Linked DNA regions of Mus musculus: region 1 is linked to region 2. A link is a contact called in public HiCAR-type data. All regions are on one chromosome and are shown on one strand. The core of a region is the stretch at or near the end of the contact, and the rest is flanking DNA. Distances in the headings are between cores, read along the strand shown.

What was found. HiCAR-type assays count read pairs that join an accessible place to other places.
Region 1: a contact with region 2 is called in a HiCAR-type map of Th17 cells, with 2.5 times the contacts expected there. The contact joins two enhancer-like sites. A contact is called at or near these places in 1 of 15 datasets of contacts at CTCF or cohesin (CD8 T cells), 3 of 484 Hi-C or Micro-C datasets (Th1 cells, liver and macrophages) and 2 of 115 datasets of contacts at active chromatin or transcription factors (CD8 T cells and Th17 cells).

What each region holds. Positions count from the first base shown.
Region 1 is chr13:5,978,081-5,984,363 of GRCm38.p6, reverse strand. Gm46401 (a long non-coding RNA gene) reads right to left here. Exons shown (of 6, transcript XR_001780857.1): 3 at 6,147-6,281. Among named protein-coding and RNA genes, the nearest start is that of Gm46401, 66 kb to the right of the region's middle. Within about 2 kb of position 4,248, at least 8 of the 459 cell types and tissues checked have an H3K27ac peak or open chromatin away from gene starts, as enhancers often do. A contact at or near this core is called in Th17 cells, where this site is marked.
Region 2 is chr13:5,888,019-5,894,532 of GRCm38.p6, reverse strand. No RefSeq gene overlaps it. Among named protein-coding and RNA genes, the nearest start is that of Gm46401, 24 kb to the left of the region's middle. Within about 2 kb of position 4,617, at least 82 of the 459 cell types and tissues checked have an H3K27ac peak or open chromatin away from gene starts, as enhancers often do. A contact at or near this core is called in Th17 cells, where this site is marked.

The DNA of each region.
Region 1 (6,283 bases), core at 2,999-5,498, 90 kb before region 2:
TATAGAGTGTAAAATAAAACATGTTTGTCTCACCTCTTAAGTATTTAGCTTACCTACTAAAAATTGATTGCTGTTATCTCTTAGTTATTCATCCACATTGCATGTACTGGATGCTAGCCATAATCTTCTATCCTCTTCCTTCAGAATATCTACCTGAGTTCTTTATGATTTCACATCCCTTGATCCTTCTCCACAACCTAATTGTCATCACTATCAGAACTTACTACAGTAACACTTTAAGCATATCTCTCAGCTATCATAAGTCCTGCAGAATGCCCCATAACATAAAATAAGTGCTAAGATTTCATCATGTTTGAAAACTCCCGAGCTCTGCCTTAGTCCATCCAGGCTGTTATAACAAAATATCTTAGCCTGCATGATGTATAAAGAAAATAAATTCATTTCTCACAGTTCTAGAAAGCAACATGGGATATCTGCTGAGGTCACTCATGGTTTGCAGGTGACAATTGTCTTCTTGAACCATCATATGGCAGAGCAAACCAAGCACAGTCTGTGTTCCCTTTCAAGGATATTATTCCCACTTATGGGACTCGGTTCTTACGCATCAACCGCCTTCCAATGTCCCAGTGCGGGTCACAATCCTGAAACATACAATCCTCAATTTCCTTCTATATTCAATTTTTAAAAGAAAACTCCTAGAAGGTTAAATACTTCTCAACTCTAGGATTCTGAAAGTCACAATCTCTTCTCAAAATTCCCCAAAGATCAAACACCCAAAGGCTGAACTTTCAAAAGTCCAAATCTTCAGAACCACAATTCCCACTGAGAGGAAAAAGCTACAGATGAGTAAAAAGCTCAATTCTAAGAAAAGGATAACGATGCTGTTTCAGAACAAGTCAACCCCAGTGTTTGGGGGCCAGCTCTGAGGCACAGACAAATTCAGGATCGCAAGAACTGGATTATATCGGGGATTTGTTAACTGAAGTGCAGCCCTAGAAAGCAGCAGAACCAATTGATCTCTGTTGCATGGACCAGAAAAATGGACTTATACCGTGATCAGAGTGAAGTAACGCTATAAATCGGGATGCTTCTGGATGATATCAAGCGAATATCAAAGAATTCAGCCACATTTCAGGAGCTAGTGGTATCAGAATCTAGTTATAAATCTCTGCATGTCATTCCAATGGTTTATTTATAGCATTTGTGGAAACTATATTAGGAAACCTGACCTGTGGGACTCAAGAACACTCTTAGCAGTTACAATTCAAAATGGATTCAGTTATATAAAGCTGAATTTGCACGTGTGTTTCTTGATGTCTCTAAGATGGCTGCATCATGCTCACTGGAATGAATACCTAGAAGCCTACTGAGACATTTTTATCAACATTAACTAAAAATTTAGTTGCTTTTTACAGAAGAAAATAGATTTGAATTGAATTCTTGTATCATAATAAGAACTGTGGACTTTAGATATAATCTAGACCTTTAGATGTCAGCATTAAGAAATGATGACATTATTATTCCTATCCATACCAATATATTTAATAAAAATTTGGATGCTCATAATTGGCTACTCAATAAGGCAATAGTGGGAACTTCAGTTTTTAAATTTATGGTGTTTCTTCCAACTGATGAAATTTCAGAAGATTTTAATGGCACAAAACATGATTTACTTCAAGAACCCAATTGAATTACTGAGTGATTTCAAAACCAATATGTGTCTGGCGAGACAAGCCTTTTATATAATAGTGTGTTGTTCAGTTTCTTTATCATTTCTACCAAATTTGTATTCTGTCATTATTGTGTGTGGGGATGCCTTTCTACACAGCAAAACAGCACAGTAGTGTGATAAAAATTGTAGAAAAATTTAATAGCAAATATTTCTGTTGGAATATACCAAATCATGGAGAAATTCCAAAAAATGAGTGTCACATGATTATGAAGATAGTAGATCCACCCCTAAAATAATCAACTATTCATAAGAATCCAGGGCTGTAAAATACAGTTGGTATTTATAACAATCAAATAGCTATGATCTGTGCAGTTAACCACACCTTATCAATATAAACATTATCTCATATAACAAACTTTTAAAAAAACCTTCATTCTCTCTTCAAAAAAAATGACATTGACTTAGTTTTTTGAGGGTGGGTTGAGGTAACAATGGGTATGCACGTGCTGCAACACCTATGTAGAGGTCAGAGAACAATTTTCCAAATTCTTCTTCTACTGTTCCAGGTATTGAACCCAGGTTGTCAGTCTTGATAGAAAATGCCTTAACTAACTGGGCCATCCTGTAGGCCCTATGGCCTCTTTTTTTTTTCATATTTTTATTAGATATTTTCTTCATTTATATTTCAAATGCTATCTCCTTTCGTAGTTTCCTCTCTGAAAATCCCCTATACCCTTCCTCTCCCTGTCCCCCAACCCACCCATTCCCCACTTCCTGGCCCTGACATTCCCCTATACTGGGGCATAGAATCTTTGCAAGACCAAGGGCCTCTCCTCCCATTGATGGCCAACTAGGCCATCTTCTGTTACATATGCAGCTAGAGACATGAGTCCCACCATGTGTTTTCTTTGATTGGTGGTTTATTCCCAGGGAGCTCTGGGGGTACTGGTTATTTCATATTGTTGTTCCTCCTATAGGGCTGCAGACCTCTTCAGCTCCTTGGGTACTTTTTCTAGCTCCTATATTGGGGATCCTGTGTTCCATCCAATAGATGACTGTGAGCATTGACTTCTGTATTTGCCAGGCACTGGCAGAGCCTCACAGGAGACAGCTATATCAGGCTTCTGTCACCAAGCTCTTGTTGGCATCTGCCATAGTGTCTGAATTTGGTTGTTGTTTATGGGATGGATCCCAGGTGGGGCAGTCTTCCTTCAGTCTCAGCTCCACATTTTGTCTTTGTAACTCATCCCATGGGTAGTTTATTCCCCCTTCTAAGAAGGATTGAAGTGTCCACACTTTGGTCTTCTGTCTTTTGACCTTTTTTGTAGGTTTTTGTTCTACTGTTAAAAGCTGTTAGCATTAATTTTTGTAATTTTCTATACTATATAGTTTTTCTTTGCTTCATTCTCAATATTAGAAATTTAAGTTATATAAATGCTTTTAGACAAGTCTGATTTGTTCAATCATGCTTTGCAGATTTAATGCCACAAAAATGCATTAGCACAATATTGACATGGGTGTGCACAGTCGGCAGGTAGCTTCCTCTACAAGTGGAGAGATTATGTTGCTGTGCACAAAAGAACAGGCATACCAAAAATATAACTTCTCAAGGCCTTGCCTCTGGTGTCAAAACTGTATGTGGTATGGAACTATCATGCTTTGTGATGGATCTCACCAGGACCTTTCCTGTCACAGATTTCAAATTATTAAGCTGCATACCCAGGTAGGTACATGGCACATGAACTGGATCTCACACATAGTGTGTACCATGTGTGGGAGTCCAAATACTTTATTTCAAAAAGTAAGTTTCACAGAACCAGGACAACATATTGGCCCTATGTCAAATTCTATTTTTTAGTGAATTTATAAATAAATAAGTACAGTATTGGGTAAAATTGTGTCTAAGAGATGTATATAAAAATCTGCTAACCAACAAAACACCAAAGTAAAGATCCCACTAAAACCAATGATGATGAACCAATGAGTTTTACTGGGGTTATTTACAGGGAATGTGGGTAAGGAGTTCCTTATAGGAGTGGAAAATATTCAAGGGCAGCTGTGTCAGCAAAAGCTTACCCCAGCATGGGTGACAACTCAAGAAATGTCAAAAGCATGAACTTACTGCAGCACTTGAAGAAGTTACAGTCAGTTTCTTTGCCAAGTTGATCTGAGCCTCATGTATACAGCTAAGCTAGTATAGAAGAAACTCTCGGGAGTCCTTACTGGTTAGATACGGTTGGAGAGGGAGGTCCCTAGTGTGTATGGTTGGTTTCTGAGGCTTCCTGACCTTAAGAAACTTCCTAGTGGATGGGAAGTTTCCCTTCTCTTTAGAACATATTGAGCCGTGAGTAACTGCCTGGCATGGTGGCATGGTCAAACTCTGAGGCAATAGCTACACATCAGTAATAATCTATGATTAGCCATTCTGTCATGGGAGAGAGCATCAGCAGGATTAACATATGAAAGAACCCATTCAGCAGAGGGCTGGAAACTGGTCCCCACCTGCCTACAAGAAATAAGAGGATGTGGGAGAAAAGGCCATGTATAGAAATGTCAAAGAAGGCTAGTGTTCTGTAAATGACTTCACAGAGCCCTGAGACTCCTGGCCCAGTGCTTTTGAGCATAGGCTTTCTAGCTCACTAGCCCACCCCCATCCTCACAGTGTCTTCTGTTTCTTAATGAGCTGTCTTTACTTCTATTGCTATCTACATGTACCCCTGATGTACTTCGTTGTCATGGGAGATAGCACCTGGAAATATCAGTGAATGCCCCATGGACTCAGAACCATGGCCATAACCATTCCATGTCTCATCATATAAACTCATCTTAATTATAGTGGGGACAATGTGAAAGTATAAAAGATTTTATAATCGCAACCCCATCTGTGCATTTAGGACAATATTAAGGAAATACTGAAACTTTTTTTCCACATAATCTGGGTCATCAGACTTCTATGATTAAGCGACATCTCCACTTTTCTTCTCCAGCCTGCAGTGCTAGAGTAGTGATTTGACATGGGCAGGAAGTATTAGTAGTGCAACGACTCAATTCTGGAAACGCTGGGGACCTTAGCAATAGAGTTTAGAAATCATTCAACAGCTCCTTTGAAGTAATCACACCTCCTAGGTGATGACCACAGTTTTCAATTTGATTGTCTAGAATTTTGAGTTAATTCTTAAGTCTATCCCACTACCATCATCAATTGTACCTTTGCTGTACCATGATGCATCCTGTGTTAACATGTTAAAGCCATGATAATGGTCAAGGATACAACTGTTTTTCAACCTGCCTGCTTCCTGGCTTGATATCCTGAATTGGAACTCTAATTTGTGTGAATCTCTCTCTGTGTCTCTGTCTCTGTCTCTGTCTCTCTCACCTTTGTGTGTGTGTGTGTGTGTGTGTGTGTGTGTGTGTGTGTTTGAGGCAGGGTCTCATGTAACCTGGACTTGCCTCAATTACCTTGAATTTCTGAACCCTCTGCTTCTACCTCCTAAATACTGGGATCCCATATATATACAACTGTATAACTGTGTCTAATTTTATGTGGCTTGGCCATCAGACTCAGGACTTCATGCATGGTAGGCAAGCACTCTACCAACTGAGCTATATTGACAACCCCTAGATAAACTTTAACTTTCTATGCATAGTCCTGAAGGCCCTATATTCCCAGAGAACAGCTTGACTATCCTTCCCCATCAGCATAATATAAAGACTGAGGGGGGACACTGCACAAAGCTACACTCATTTTTACTGTTTACTTTTTTAATGGTAAAATACATCACAAAACTTTTCTATGATAAACACAACTGATTCTGCAGATTTTAGCATGAGCAGGCTAAAGTGTTTATGCTATTCCCTGGACTCTTGATGAAACCACAGGCCACTGACCCGCCCCCTTTCTGGGGAAATGCCATTAAGGATGAGAGAGAGGCTGCAAGCTGCAGGCTTCTGTTAATTGCTGTCCTCTGATTTTTATGCCTTCTCCACTTTAGAATGTCAGAATGACAATGAGCAGGAAAATCACAAGGTGGTTTCCATTTGCATCCTTTATAGAGAAAGGATCTAAATGTGTGGAAAATTTTTTAGGAAAACTGTAATTAGGGAGGCATTGCCTTGCAAAGAAAGGGAGAAAGAGTCCCGACAGTGGTAACCAACATGTCAAGCATGTTGGTTCTACACTGAAACAGGCTTTTGTGTTTTAAAGACTTGCTCTGTAATTAGGAGATTGGGGTGTCAGCCGAGACTGTTGTGTTTTGCAAGCACAATTTTCCCCTTATCCAAACCATGGTGGCTGTTGTATATAAACAAAGCGTAAAGCAGATAATCACATTAAGAGGAATAACAATGATGAAGGTAAGAAAGGAACAGGTGAAGACACTGTGACTTCTTCCCACTTAACGCTGTGCCTCTTTCCTTTTCCTTCCTCTTTTCTGTGTGTTGTCATTTGGAACTGAGTGCCATATCTCACAGTGATATCTATAGTCATCTGGCAGGCAGAAGTAGCCCCACTCACCTGGGCTGAGGTTTGTCTCACACTGTCCTTGGAGAGAAGAGTCACAGCAGAGTCACAGCAACGAAGCTGATGATGCTTCCTGCTTGTGCTCCCATTTGGAAAAGGAACATGGAGAATGCAGAATGAGAAGCAAACCT
Region 2 (6,514 bases), core at 3,368-5,867:
GCTCCCAGAGAGTCATTGTATCTGACAACCTTGGTCTTGGAGTTCCCATCAATGAGTGGGAAGAAATCACTTATTCTTTAAAGCCCCAACTTATTATCACACTATAAATGGAATAAGACAACAGTCAAAAGGGGCTGGAAAAGTATCTCAGTTGGTACAGTGCTTACTTGGTGGGTGTGTATGAAGCCCTGCATTCCATTCCCACTACAAAACAAATGAAAGAGGAAGAGGATGAGGAGCAGGAGAAGAAGGAGGAGGAGGAGGAGAACAAGAACAAGAAGAACAAGAAAAAGAAATAGAAGAAGAGGAGGAGGGGGGAGAAGAGGAGGAAGAGGACAATGGCAAAAAGGCATGGTGGCACTTCCCTTTAATCTCAGCATTGTTTGCAGAGGTAGAGAAAAAAAGATGAGAAGTTTTAAGGTCATTCTAGTTTACATAGCAAATTTCAAGGACTGGCTGAAACACATGAGATCCTGTCAAAAAGGAAGACAGAAGGAAGGAAAGAAAACCAGAAGGAAAAGGAGGAGAAAGGGAGAGCAGGCAAAGGAAAGGATGGTAGGAGAGATGGAGAAAGAGAGGGGTAGAAGTAACAGAAAGAAAGAAGCCAAGAAAAAAGTCTAATATATAAACATAACTCATATATAAATTGTAAAAATAATACATCACATATATAAGAAATGTTTCTATGCATATAATCCTAGGCCTTTAAGTTATTTCTAGACATTGCTCTGGAGTCAGCTCATACAAAGCATTGTTTTCTTGAAAATTGTATCTATTTTTATGAGAATGGAAAAACAGTGTGCCTGATGATAAACTTTAACTTGTGGGTTTGCAAGTAGAATCCAGTGATATGTGACCCTATGTAGCTGCAGCCTCAGCGTCAGTTTCCTTAGCTAATAGAGCATTAATTACATCTATGTCAGTGTCTCCAGGAGTATAAAATAACGCATGTGCTGCCTTACTCAGAGGCAGCCTTGCCTCGGTCTTCACTATGGTTTGTGAAGGTTTGAGCTTCATATCTGAATCCTGATGGGCAATGAATGAAAACCAATTCTCCCCCAACAAAAAATAATGTATTGGCATGGGGTCTCTGGAGTTGGATAAAAGTTTAATGGAATTCTTAGAATTCTTATATTTTTGCGCCTCCTCCACAGGTGGTAAAACAAGCCACACTGGCATTCGTTGAGAGAATCCTAACCTGAGGAAGTTGTGGGTATACATTCCATATTCTCACCAGGAGAAGGGCTCACTGCGCAGGATAGCAGACTTTGAACTCTGAGAGACAGTCTGGTTCCTGCTGAATCACAGCCGTGTTCCTATTTACTTATGTTACAACATCACCCTTCAAACTTCACTTTATAATGTACCCAAGGAGAGTCTAAGACAACTTACTTAGAAATGAAATAGTTGTTTGACGGTTCTAGTTGAGTTGAATACTGAAAAAAAATCTTTCCTTTTTTTTTTTTTTTTTTGTCATTCTCTGCTGTGATTCATGCAAAGAACTTTATAAAACTCAAAGTGATTGCCTCGGCAGGTTGAGCTGTTACTTGTGGTATCAGGTAGTACAATCCTGCGCAGACAAAATGGAATGCATGGTGCTATTTGAGTCACAGACCTAATCACTGTCTGTCTGAGACGGGATCATTGTGACTCACACAGCTGAGCTGTGCAGAAACACAGAATGCATACAGATACCCAGCCACCAGGAGACAGCCCAGAGGTACTGGCAAGTGCTGTCTGGCTGTTCAAATAAACAGCCTACATATGATGAGCGAGGTGAGGGTCCTTCATATACACAATCCACACTTATCTTCATTCACCTCAATATCCCAGTAGATATTCATTTCTCTTGTCTTCAGTGGCATCCCAACCCTATGTGCTGAGGTTACTATTAATCCAGGAAGAAAGAACCTGTCTCCAAGCTAAGCTGCAAGGACCACATTAAACAGCAAACCTAGAGACCTGGCTCCTTTATCAGGCCCCAAACTTCAAAGAGGTTCGGAAGATCCTCTGGTGTCTAGCTACCAAAGTCCTTTCTGTTGTTTGCCTGGATTATCCTGGGGGGTCCTGGTCTTCAGACAGCCAGAGATGAGATTAGCTGATTTGGCTATAGCCTGGCTTTCATTTAAGACTGTTATCAGCAACTCTTTAGGGGTCTGGAAGAGTATCTGGGCTCCTGAAGATCCGTATTCCTTCCCATTGTCAGGATTCTTAAGCTTCTGGAATCCTAAACCGCCAGGACTGTCTTTGAAGGGAAAAGGTATGAAAGGGAAAAATGTTTCTTCCTAGCTCACAAGTGGATACCACCAGGACAATAACAGATAAAGGCTGGATGAAGGCACATCTAGAATAAATGTTAAATCATGCAACACAATGGGACCCAGTGGGAGTAGAGGAGAAATCCTTACTGAAGAGAAAAGACTAGGGACTAGTTAGGTAGCTCTGGCTCTGAAGGGCTTGCCTTACTAATGTAAGGCCCCAAGTTTGATCCTTAGCATCCATATAAAGCAGACAGAGATGGTGGGAGAGTGCAGATAGAGAGATCTGCCTGGGCTACCTGGCCAGCCAGCCTACTCTACTTGGAGAAGTTCTAGTTCAGTATGACAACTTTTTCCGTGGTGTCTGAGGAATGATGCTCAAGTGCCAGACAGCTTACACATTTGTGCACATGTGCACACACACACACTCACACACAAACACACACCAATACAACTACATGCCCCAGAGATACATACAGAGACACACTCATACACATAAGAAGGAAACTCAAATTAACCAGAAATCAGCTAGACAAAGGAATGGCCTTCTGTGAAATTGCTGCCTATTTGCAGACGTCACCATTTCCGTAAGGAGGACCCTACTTTGAAGTTCTTCTTCCAGGATTCACAGCCCCATGTCTTAGAAGGGCCTAGAGAGAGAGGCCCTTTCCACTGGGGACAGGGCATATCCTTCTATTTTGATTTTCCCCTTATGTGTTAATGTTCTTGCTTGGTTAATCAAGTGATGTATTTTAAAGATTTTTCTCGGGAAGTGTAGTTTCCCTAAAAGGAAAATAGAATTCTCTATTATTCATCATGCATGAATGTCTGAAGCTAATTCACTTACTAATAGGCAAACACCGAGACTGTGGAAGGACCTGTAGGATGTAATTAAACTCACAGAATGATCTCCCAGAAGGAGAAGACTTCCTGTCACAAATGAAGGACCACTGTGGAGTCTTTTCCAGGTGCTTGGATCTCTGAAGAACAAGGCAGGTCCTGCCTCTGCCCACAGAGCTTTGTACCTTGTGACATTGTCATTTCCAATAGCAGAATATACTGGCTTTTGAAAACCTAGTCTCCCAAGAGAATGATAAAAGAAAAGTCAGCTGCTTCATCGCTGTTTGGTTCTGCTGTTATTGAAGCTATCTATTTTAATTATTTCAATCAATGGTGTTATTATGTTTATTCTCTGGAACTTTAAGCAAATGCAATAATGTGAAAAATCCAATAAATATATGAAGGGAGATGAAAAACGAGGAACTTTGTGTTTTCTAGGCAGGAAAAAAAAGCAAAACAAAACAAAAACACATAAACAAAATCCAAAAACAAGAGCTGCAGCACCAGGCTTTCTCGTCTCCTATTTCCTCTGGCTGCATTGGACCATGTGCATGCAGCTTTGCAACAGAACAGCAGTCGCCTAGTTGACCCTTCAATGAGTTAAGCTTACATCTGCACCTGTATTCTCTCTCCTAGAGGAACAATTGACCTTCACTAAGGCTCCATAAGGGAGAAACTAGGAAAGGATGCTGAAGAGTGAAAGGGTCCTAGTGGGTCTCTGTGTGTCTTTCATGTCAGAGACAATTATATCAAAAGCAAACCCCCTTCAGCTTTAAGGCAATAGACACCCACTATTTGCTTTTTATGTAAGTTCTAGAAATCAAACCTTGTCTTCACACTCATGAGGCAAGCACTTTACAAAATGAGCTTTCTCCCAGACCCACAAAGTATCAATAATGACTGCTCAAGATTGCTAAGCAGCATCAAAAACAAAACAAAACGAACCATTTTGTTTTGTTTTTTGTTTTTGTCTGTCCCTACCAATCTTCTTTTTTAGTTTGCTTTGTTTCGTTGTTTGGTTTGTTTTTTGTTGTTGTTGTTGTTGTTGTTGTTGTTGTTGTATGTGTGTGTGTGTGTCTTCACCATGGCAACAGCAAATTAGCTTTTGAAATAAAGGGCCTACTCCAGCACTGTTCATGAAAGTGTCGTTTGTCATCATTAGTAGAAAAGGGTGATTCTAAGAAGGAGAGTGCTAACAGCCCTCCCACCATGCTTAGACTTCTCAGAACCACAGAGAACAAAATGACTCAACAGACCTCTCATAGCAGCCTGTGTGTGCCATCCTTCCTCAGATGGCAGTTCAAAATAGGGTGTCATATTCGAGCAATCTGAAGTTTCTAATATATAAGGGAAGTAAGTGAGATGGAAAGATGCAAACATTGAAGAGATGTAGGGAAGAAAAGAAAACAGAGGGGGAGAGGGAGCATAGAAAATAGCTTATTTAGCAAAGTCATTGTTGTTTAGAGAGAAGATCTCTGATAGCTCAGGTTGCCCACGAACTGGGTGACGTGGGGCTGAGGATTGTGGTGACCTGGAACTCTTTAATTTTCTTGCTTTCTTCCTTGGAGTCCTGGGTCTACAGGCTGGTGAACATGACCTTGGTTTAAGGTGGTACTAGAGATTCAATCCCGAGCCTGTGGTCTGCTATGTCAGCACTCTACCTACTGAGTCCAGCACAAAACAACGTCTGCATATTAGTTGCACAAGAGTAAACGCTATGCCAAAGTTTTCTCTCATAACCCTCCCATGACAGAGCTAAATGGATAGTTTCAAAAGAGTGGCCAAGTGGACTAAAGGCTATTTGAATCTGTAGGCTTTAGAGCCTGCATATAGAAGAATATAGGAGAGACTCTTGACAGGGAAATGTAGGACTAAGAGATACTAGAGGATAAAGGGAGAGTAGTGAAAGTCCACTGACTAAGGAAAGCATTCGAAAATGAAATGTTGAATTATGGTCATGGTACTTGAGCTGGCTCCTAGTGACAGGAAGTTTAGGTTCAGGTCTGATTTAGAAATATATAGAAAGTTCTCCCTGCCTTCACGTTGCCCCAAGCTCTCCAGTGTTTCTGGAGCTAAGGAGTTTGTATATATCACGTTCCACGCATCTGAAGACATACAAGAATGAGTGCAGGAGCACTTCCTGCCTCTTCCCGTTTTCTAGCAGGCACTTTTCTTGGGAGGAGACCTAGACCTCAAGATGCAGCAACAGACCAGTTTCAGGTTACAGCATCAAAGGCTATTTGATCAGAGACACTGCATTCTTGGTTACTCTCCACGTTTGCTCAATTGAGCAAATTTTTTAAAAAGATTTTTTACATTTTTGATTTCTAAATATGATCCAGACAGTTCTGAATGTCTAGTTGGATATGATCAAATGATCTGTGGTTCTGGTAAAGATCCTTGGAAACTGATGACACAAACTGCAGAGGAGAAAGAGAAGTTGGTCTCCTTCAACATCTTCATTCTGAGTGAACATCACACTTCCCCAAACACAGTTTGGGGCTCAAGCCAGTATTGCTTTTTCAAACCACTTATTTGGCCCTATGAGTTAGACAACCTGAGGCCAGTGAAGGGCAATCTCTTCTTTCAAAGGAGCAGAGATGCATACTCCCCATTTCGTTTCCTTCTGCCTTTCCTTTTTTCCTTTCTTCCTCCCCACTTCCTCCCTTCATCCTTCCTTCCTCATTCCCTCTTCCTCCCTTCCTCCCTCCCTCCTTCCTTCTTTCCTTCTTCTTCAGTTTCTTCCTCTTTCCCTCCTTCCTTCTTCTTCCTTTCTTCTTTCCATCTCCCCCGCCCCTCTCTCCCTATTTCTTTTAGTTTCCTTTGCCTCCAGCGTTTCATCTGAACTGGAAACATCTGATGACTTTCCACTTCTCCTGAGCCTTTCTTGGTCAGTTCGTGGTTCAGCCACAGATCCATGTACAACTGAAATGACAACCTCTTGCATTTACTCCTTCCTCATTTGCTCTCAGACCTCTGGTTATGCGTGAGGGTGTGGGAGAGACTGCACACACCACTAACACAGCCCTCCCTCCTCCCTCCACAAGAGCTCCCTAACGAACTGAAGACCTCCATCAAGACATGGTTGCCCCCCAAATGCCCCTGATGGAAGACACTGGGGGGACCTTGATGGTCTTAGAGCAGCGGTTGGTCATCAGGGCTGTATACAAATGCCCAGAGGCTGGACTCAGCAATAAACTTGTTTCAGGAAATGAAAGACGGAACCCATGGTTTCAACCAAGTTAGGGCAGAACTGAAAGTCTGCAAATAAAACTTATAGATCCTTAATCACAGCTTTCGCTCCACTCAGGTGGTAGAAAAACAATGTCGTTCTCTAAGAGACTGTTTTTTTTTTTTTCTTCAAGACCTCTTGAATAAACACACCGTGTAAAAATATTTATCATGTCAATATGGTT